2 separate regions of the Mus musculus genome follow, and region 1 is linked to region 2. Evidence: chromatin contacts called from public promoter capture Hi-C data. All regions are on one chromosome and are shown on one strand. Each heading gives the region's core, a stretch centred on a gene start, on an enhancer-like site or on the middle of the called end of the contact. The rest is flanking DNA. Distances are from core to core; before and after follow the strand shown.

Region 1 (3,825 bases), core at 289-2,788, 1.0 Mb before region 2:
CTTAACACTTCAGTGGCAGGAGCAGGAGTATCCAAGCTTCAAGCCTACCTGCACTACTACATAAGGAGCCCGTCATAAAGCCAAACACAAACCAAAAAGTTGTCATTTACAGTCCATATGAAACATTACATAGCTATAAAAACCTGCTTGTGCTGGGCAGTGGTGGCACATGCCTTTAATCCCAGCACTTGGAAGGCAGAGGCATTGAGGTCTGTGAGTTCTAGGCTAGCCTGGTCTACAGAGCTAGTTCTGGGATAGGCAGGGATTCAACAAAGGAGGCCTGTCTCAAAAAACAACACACACACACAAAATAAAACAAACAATAATCAGTTGTGGAAGGGAAATGTTCAGGTTGTAATAGATGCATTGTTTGTAAGAACAGAAGGAAAAAGCCTGCACTCAGAGGACAGAGCTAGTTACGGGACAGCCAAGGATATCCAAAAAAACCCCTGTCTCAAAAAACAACAATTATAAAAGCAAAGAATAACCAACTGTCATAGGGAAACCGTCTAGGTTATAACAGATACAACGTAAGCCTGCTGCACTCAGCAGACAGAGGCAGGAGGGCTACCCAATCTTGGTAGAAAACAAACATCAAAACAAAAAACATCCACCGGATGGGCAGAGGTGGCACACATCTTTAATCCCAGCACTTGGGAGGCAGAGGCAGACAAGCAGATCTCGCTGAGTTCAAGGCCAGCCTGGTCCTACAAGAGCAAGGCTACACAAAGAAACCCTGTCTCAAAAACAATCAAACAAACAAACAACACATCCTACTAAATGTTATTTAAGGGAGATAATTCAGTATGCAATAATTCCTTAAAAGGAAAGGCTAAGCGCTGGGTCTAGGTCCTGGTCTCTCTTTTAAAAAGATGTGAGCCAGGGGCTACAGGGTATGACCTCGTCTCCTAAATTAATAAAATAAATAAAAGTTAAATAAAGAGAGATGCGTCATTATTGAGTCATGGAGGGCACATTAGGCAGGGAAGCCGGATGCAGTGTGTTAAGAACGTGGAGGACTTCTGGACCACAGCCAGAAATGGAAAACCATGATAAGCGGACCCTCTGCTATACTGCTTGATTATAAAATGTCATCCGATGCAACGTCCACACAAATCACGAGTGGTGTCACTGTTAACACAGGAGTCCTCGTAGGATGTGATGTCACCATCGTTGACACTACTTTACGGGGAGACGCGGTGATAGTGACAGAAACCCAAAACATCCGGTTCGTTAGGGCGGCGACCTAAGGCTGACTGCGCAGGGCCGCGGCGCGTTCCCGGACCGTCTCGGGGGTTGGAAACTGAGGACCGGCGTCGCGAGGCCAGGTTAGGGCCGAGGCGGCGGCGCGCGGACCGGGGTGCCTGTTCGCACCGACGACGTCCGCGCCCCGGCCTTCCCCCGACACTCACCTTCATCACCGCCAACCCCGGAGGCCATCGCGGCTCGGCCAGGACCTCCATGGCCGCACCTGATGAGACCGCCAGCTACCGGCCCGCCACGCAGCTCCTCTACTCGAAATTCCCCGCGCTACACCGTACGTCAGCTACGTGCGGCGCGCTCGCGGCGAGCGCACGGCATGCTGGGAGCTGTAGTTCTTGTGCGTTGGACGTTAGCGGCTTCGGAAGACCGAAGGGGAAAAAGTGAGACATTCCAGGGCGTAGCCTGGAGCGATGCAGGCGTTTGGACCTCTTGGATCCCGAGAGACAAGAAGATAAGTGAAAGATTAAAAGCAGCTTTAATCTGTCTTATAAAATGAATAAACAAAAGATTCCGGAAGGTGATTGAATATTAGGAAAAAGAAACCAAATGAAGCCTAAGCCTTGGTAGAGAGTTCAAGATCTAGGCTCAGGTCTTCCCTCTTCAGGTAGTAATCTCTGGTTGCTTTAGAGATCTGTCTTGCTCCTTGAAAATATCTAAAGTTACACTTCTGTCTCAACTCCTCTTTCTGTAAGCATCCACGAGAGCCACATAGAGCCTCTGTTCTTCAAAGGTAACCACGGCTAATATTGGCACTTAGTTCTCAGATAGTCCCCATGTATAAAAGGACCAGTGTTAGCAAAGAGTGTTATTAAATCAGTTTAACAGGAACCCACATTCTTTTTTATCAAATTACTCCATCTACTTGAGAGGCTCCTCACCCTCTTCCATCTCCCAGGTGACGCCTTATCTCCCGGACCTGTCTCCAGAAAGGTTCCTTTTAGGCTCATTTAACCAGAGCTCCATTATCTGGATGTGGAACGCTGACCAACACACAGCCAGCCTGGCTACTCAGTTCAGCACTCATCTTCTGCCTTCTGTGGGCCTCCGCTGTACTAGGTCTCAGGGGCCACAAGTTGGTCCAGATGACTCGCAAGACAGAATCCCGAAGCTTGCGGTATCACTGATACCCCGGTGGCCCACACATTCACCGATTCAACATGTATGTTTTGAAGACTTACAATGGACCAGGCATGTGAGCTCTCCTGGAAAGTAGGGGGAGAGATGTGGCTGTTACAGACACTTTACAGGTGTGAAGACTAAAACCCAGCAGGTTAGGAATTCATTCTTTTGAGTTTTTATCATAAAATAATCCCTGTAATCTGAGCCAATTAATTTTTCCTAGCCTACAGTCACAGATGAACTGTGCAACACCAACACAAACAACATTTAGGTGATAGTTTACTTATTACAGTAATAGCTAACACATATTAGACCACCTGTATTCAAAGCACTCCTGTGGCTTTGGGTTGTTTTGTTTTGTTTTGTTTTTGCATCATGCACTTACTTGGTTTACTCATTATTCAAAGGAAAGAAAAATGGGTAATTGGTGCAGAGCATTCTGCAGCTAAGTAGAAGCAGGGCTTGAACTCAGGATGTTGGGCTTTTGAGCATATAAACTACCACAGAATCGTCTCATAAGAGTCTGTCTGGTCAAGACAGTTCTTTCCGCATGCAGATACGGAACCCAGTGTCAGAACAGCAAGAGGATTCAGACACTGAATCTAGCAAGTCGGCAGCCAGGAGGTAAATGGCAGATTAGATGCAAGGTGGATTTGTACCAACCCATCAGGGGAGAGTACTCACATGAACTCTAGGTTGAGTTGGGTGCTGCTGGATAGTTCTGGGAACATCGGAGGGGCAGGTGGCAGATTAGATGCAAGGTGGATTTGTACCAACCCATCAGGGGAGAGTACTCACATGAACTCTAGGTTGAGTTGGGTGCTGCTGGATAGTTCTGGGAACATCGGAGGGGCAGGTTGCCGTGCAAAGATACGGCAATAACAAAAAAGCAAGTTTGCCATAGTTATTCCTTTAGGGTTCTCTTTGGATACTGGGCAATTAGGTTAACAAATGACTGGGGAGTGAAAGAGAAATGTGTGAGAAAAGAGGGAAGAATAGGGGAGGGACAGAGAGAGGGGGAGGAAAGGAAGAGAGGGGGGAAGGAGGGAGGGAAATGAGGAAAGAGAGAAAAGAGGTGGGGCTGGGGAGGCACTCTCTTCTCTGCAGAGCCTCCAGGTCACACCCCAATGCCATTCATCTCTGAACTCTTGCCACCAACCACTCAGTGAGATGGAATTAATGAGCAAATTACCAGTGAGCTCACATTCCCAGGTCATCTTTTCCTCCTGAGCTAAATGTTTTCCTCCTGTCCTCTTTAGCAGCACCCAAGGAGCCATGTCACCTCTGGGCCTAGGGAGGAAAGTTCCAGGGAACAAGCAGGTTCTAGAAAGACCATTATGGGCTCAGGGCAATATGCCTCCCCTTTTCCCTCCCTTAAGCCTCAAGAGCCATTCTCCTGTCTCCTGACAAGCTGCCGTCTGTCTCTGAGAAACATGCCCTTCT
Region 2 (4,014 bases), core at 750-3,249:
ACCGAATATGTTTGGCTCAAGGATTCTTGCTTTTGCTTTCATTTCTGTATGTATTGTTTGTACAATGTATGTATGCATATTTATGTATGTGCATGTGGTGTGCACACAACCATGTGCATATGGAGCTCAAGAGATGACTTGGGTTTTCAATCCTTCTTCCACAAGGTATGTATGTATGTATGTATGTATGTATGTATGTATGTATTTTAGTTTGCTGTTACACAAGGCTAGCTGGCCCATCTCTGTTGATGTAGAAGTGCTTAGATTGTATATACCCTTGCTGTACAGCCAGCTTTTATGTGGGTCCTGGTATTTGAACTTAAGACTTCATGGTTGTGGCCAGTGATTTAGTACATTGTCACTTTAGGGAGGGTTTTTATCAGCAATGCCACCTTTGCAGGGCTTGGGGCACTTGTATAACCCTTCATGGATATTAAAGTTGCTTTTATTTTTACTGTTACAAATAGGGATGGTTGCCAGGTGGTGGTGGCAGCACACACGTGTCTCTAATCCCAGCACTTGGGAGGCAGAGGCAGGCAGAATTTTATGAGTTTGAGACCAGCCTGGTTGGCAGACCTAGTTCCAGGACAGTCAAGATTTCACAGAGAGAGCCTGTCTTGAAAGAATCAAATCAAACCAAAACAACAAAACGACACCCCCCCCCCCAAAAAAAAAAGAAAAACCCCACAAACAAATAGAGATGGCTTCTGGGATGGTTAACCTTCACTGTGAACTTGGGTTAACAACCCTCTAGGAGTTAGATATGCTCTGGCTGTGACTAGGAGGGAGTTTACCGAGAGGATGAACTGAAGACAGAAGACTCTGAGTATGGGAGGTGCTATTCCATGGGTTTGGCTCCTGCATTGGGTAATTAAAAAAAAAAAAAAAAGTGAAGGCCAGCTGAGTGTGGAGAGCCTTTAGTTCTTGCCACCACAGCTGTTGGCCAAGAGCAGTCTGGGAATGAAGTAGTAGGACAAACTCTTTTCTTTACTGTTTTGGTTCTGGGGGGCGGGGGCATTTTAAGTGTCACAGGCTGGTCTGGAATTCCTGACCCTCCCCTCCAACACCTCCAGAGGGCTGCGATTACTTACAGACTTGTGTGACACCTGGGTAATTTGGTGATTAGGATCAAAAGCTTGCTTCTCCTGTAAGTGCTCTGCTATTGAGCTGCAATCATTACCTTTTCTGGGGTTGGTGTGGGAAGGTTTGAAACAGGGTCTCAAGAAGTTAGGAGGTGACCTTGAACTCTGGATCCTCTGTCCTACGGCTCTCTTGATGTGGGGTTATATCTCTTCTTTTCTTTCTCTCTCTCTCTCTTTTTTTTTCTTTTCTTTTGATCTCACTCGGAAGCCTAGGTTGATCGGAACTCATTAGCTATCCCAAACTGGCTTCGAACTCAGCAGTTCCCCAGCCTCAGCGACCCAAATGGAATTACCAATGTGAGCTACTATGGCTGCTTCAGGCACCTCTCTGTTCTCCCCACCCCCCGCTATTAAAATTTTTTTAGTTGTAGTCAGGTTCTAAAACGTCTAGGCTGGACTTTGTCAATCGTCCTGCCTCTTCTTCCTGAGCAGTTGGTTTTACAGGTCTATCCGGCAGGCCTGGTTCTGTTTTTTGTGTGTGTATGGCTTGTGCCTGCTAACCCCAATTCCGTCACTTTCTGGGTGTGTCGCTTGGTTTTTATCGAGCCACAGTTTCCTGCGTTGTTTTTTTTAAAAAAAAAAAAAAAAGGGGGAGGGGGGATGGGTGAGTAGGTGAGTGAGTGACAATGTTTGGCACGCGCGTCCGGTACCAAGAGGCCCGCCAAGTTACCCTCCATCGGTATTTTCGGCTCCCGGGCGTCCCCAGCAGGCCCTTCGCGCGGATCCAGGGCCACGTGAGAAGCTCCGCCACATATCGCTCCCAACCAACCACAGAGCTTCGTGAGGCGTAGGGGCACGCCCCAGAACGTCGGACCAACAGGCGCGCTCCGTCTTGCCCGAAGTCACGCCCCTCTCCCGTTGGAGCAATCGGCGCCGTCCCTGACGCCGGCTCCGCCCCTGCCGCACGCCGGCCGCCGGCCGCTGGGCAGGTTCCGCGGAGCTGACGCCGAGGTTGCGAAGTAGGCGGCGGGGCCGAGGCCTTGGATGAGGGCGCGGTGCGGCGCTGGGCCGGGTCAGCTGGAGGAGCGGAGGTGACTTCCGGCGCGCGGCTCCGGAGGCCAGTGGCTCCCTCAGGCCCGGGGCGGGACGGGGCGGCGGGAGGCGAGCGGCCACCCCGCCCGCGGCCCGCCCTTGGCGTCCGGGGCCTGCGGGCGCGTGCGGCCCAAAAGGCGGCTCCGCACGCGCTCGGCCCCCCGCGCAGGGCTTCGGAAGGCAGACCGCTGCACCGCGCCGCGCCGCGCCGGAAGCGCCTCGGCGTCTCGGGAGTGGCGCGCTGTTGACAGCCGCGCTCGCGGACTTGGGCTGCGCGTTGTTCGGGCTCGGCGCTCGGCCCGCGGACGCTTCTCGGAGCGCTGTGGCGTCCCCGAAGCCCGTAGCACTGGAATGGGCAGACGACAGGAACGGGAAAGGTCAGTGGGGCCGATTCCCGCCGTTGCCCTAGCGGCTTCCCGGCGGTGTGAGGCGAGCAGCCGCCAAGGCTGCTGCTACAATCGTCGTTCCTCTGTCCCTGGCAGGTGCCCATGGCGTCGGAGCGGCGCAAGGTCAAGTATCACTGGGGCAGCACGTCGGAAGGGTGTCCCAGCAAGCGCAGCCGCCCCCGGGAGCCCGGCAATGTGGCCCCCTCCAGCCGGCCAGGTCGCAGGTGTGCGTCGCGTCCTCGAGGGGCCAGCAGCCCCCAGCGTCTGAAAGTCCGGCGCGGGGACGATGTGGCCCGCGCTCCTCGGAGCTCAGTCCGCCGTCGCACCTCCTCTTCCTCTTCTTCGTCCTCTCTCTCTTCGGGCTCAGGTGTGGGTGAGGCCGCTTCCCCTGGCTTCCTGATTGCGAGCCCTCGGAGACTATTTACGTCCAAGGGGTCCCCTCTGCACCCTGCCCACTCCTCTCTAGAAGAAATGGCTTCTCTACGGAAGGAAGCTTGTAGCGTTAAGGTACGTGGCAGCGACGTCTGGCAAACAGTGAAGTCCCTTGCACGTGGTTTGAGGGGTGGAGAGAAGACATTTGGTGGGAAGAGAATAAAAATTAGATCTTTCCTGTGGAGGGCCTGGTGTGTGTGTGGGGGGGGGCGAGGGGGAGGGTGTTGAGGGGTAGAGCTCAGTATGGAGGGGGTTTTCAAACTTGGTGGCATTTGGAACTACTAGGAAAGCCTGATAATGGTTGTGGTCTGCCATCCCAGAGAGAGTGATTATAGATAGTTTGGAGGGATCTCTGCAACCTTCGAGTGATTGTAAATGGACAGTGGAACTGGAGGATCAGCACAATGGAAGGTGGAATAATGCCCAGGAAAGATGATGTAGATTTCGGTCAATTTATAGAGTTTGCCCTTGGGGCTGGAGAGAAGAAGGCACATACAGCTGCTGAAGGAGGACACAGGTTCTGAGAGCCCAGGTCAGGTGGTTCACAAGCCCCTGTAATTCCAGCTCCCATTCCTCGGGCTCCCATGGGTATCTATCTTCATGTGCACTTAACCCACATACGTGCACTTAATTAAAAATAAAATTAAATGGTCTTTGTACTTAGAACCGCTCTGAATTGCAGCTCAGGAAATGGACTCTTAGTGTGGCTTTTCACCAAAGTTGTGGATTTCTGCATGTTGGCATTCTCTGTTTGGTTAACAGGGTTTTGGATTTTTGAGACAGGGTCTCCTATAGACCAAGCTGTCCTGAATCCCACAGATCCCTGCCTGCTTTAAAGGTGTATGTCACTACACCTGGCTTGGGTACTTTTTTAGTTTATTAGTAGTTATCTTTGGAGATCAGCTCAAGTCTAGTTCCGCAGGGGAAACACACCGGGATTTGTAAGTTCTTGGAGCAGATTGGGGGATGCTTCTAAAGCAGACCTGCATCAGGTTTTGAGTGCCAGGCAGTGTTCTAGGAGT

What was found. Capture Hi-C pulls out chosen DNA fragments and counts their contacts.
Region 1: a promoter capture Hi-C map of liver shows a contact between it and region 2, with 4 times the contacts expected there. The contact joins the promoter of Rad18 here to the promoter of Tatdn2 in region 2. A contact is called at or near these places in 5 of 39 promoter capture datasets (the C10 cell line, erythroid cells, fetal liver and 2 more), 1 of 115 datasets of contacts at active chromatin or transcription factors (pancreatic cancer cells) and 1 of 9 other capture datasets (liver).

What each region holds. Positions count from the first base shown.
Region 1 is chr6:112,695,132-112,698,956 of GRCm38.p6, forward strand. Rad18 (RAD18 E3 ubiquitin protein ligase) reads right to left here and starts at 1,539. Exons shown (of 12, transcript NM_021385.2): 1 at 1,413-1,539. The coding sequence starts at 1,463. Gm35824 (a long non-coding RNA gene) reads left to right here and starts at 1,537. Exons shown (of 2, transcript XR_377964.4): 1 at 1,537-3,124; 2 at 3,239-3,356.
Region 2 is chr6:113,695,051-113,699,064 of GRCm38.p6, forward strand. It overlaps Tatdn2 (TatD DNase domain containing 2), which reads left to right and starts at 2,000. Exons shown (of 8, transcript NM_001347356.1): 1 at 2,000-2,551; 2 at 2,657-3,067. The coding sequence starts at 2,663.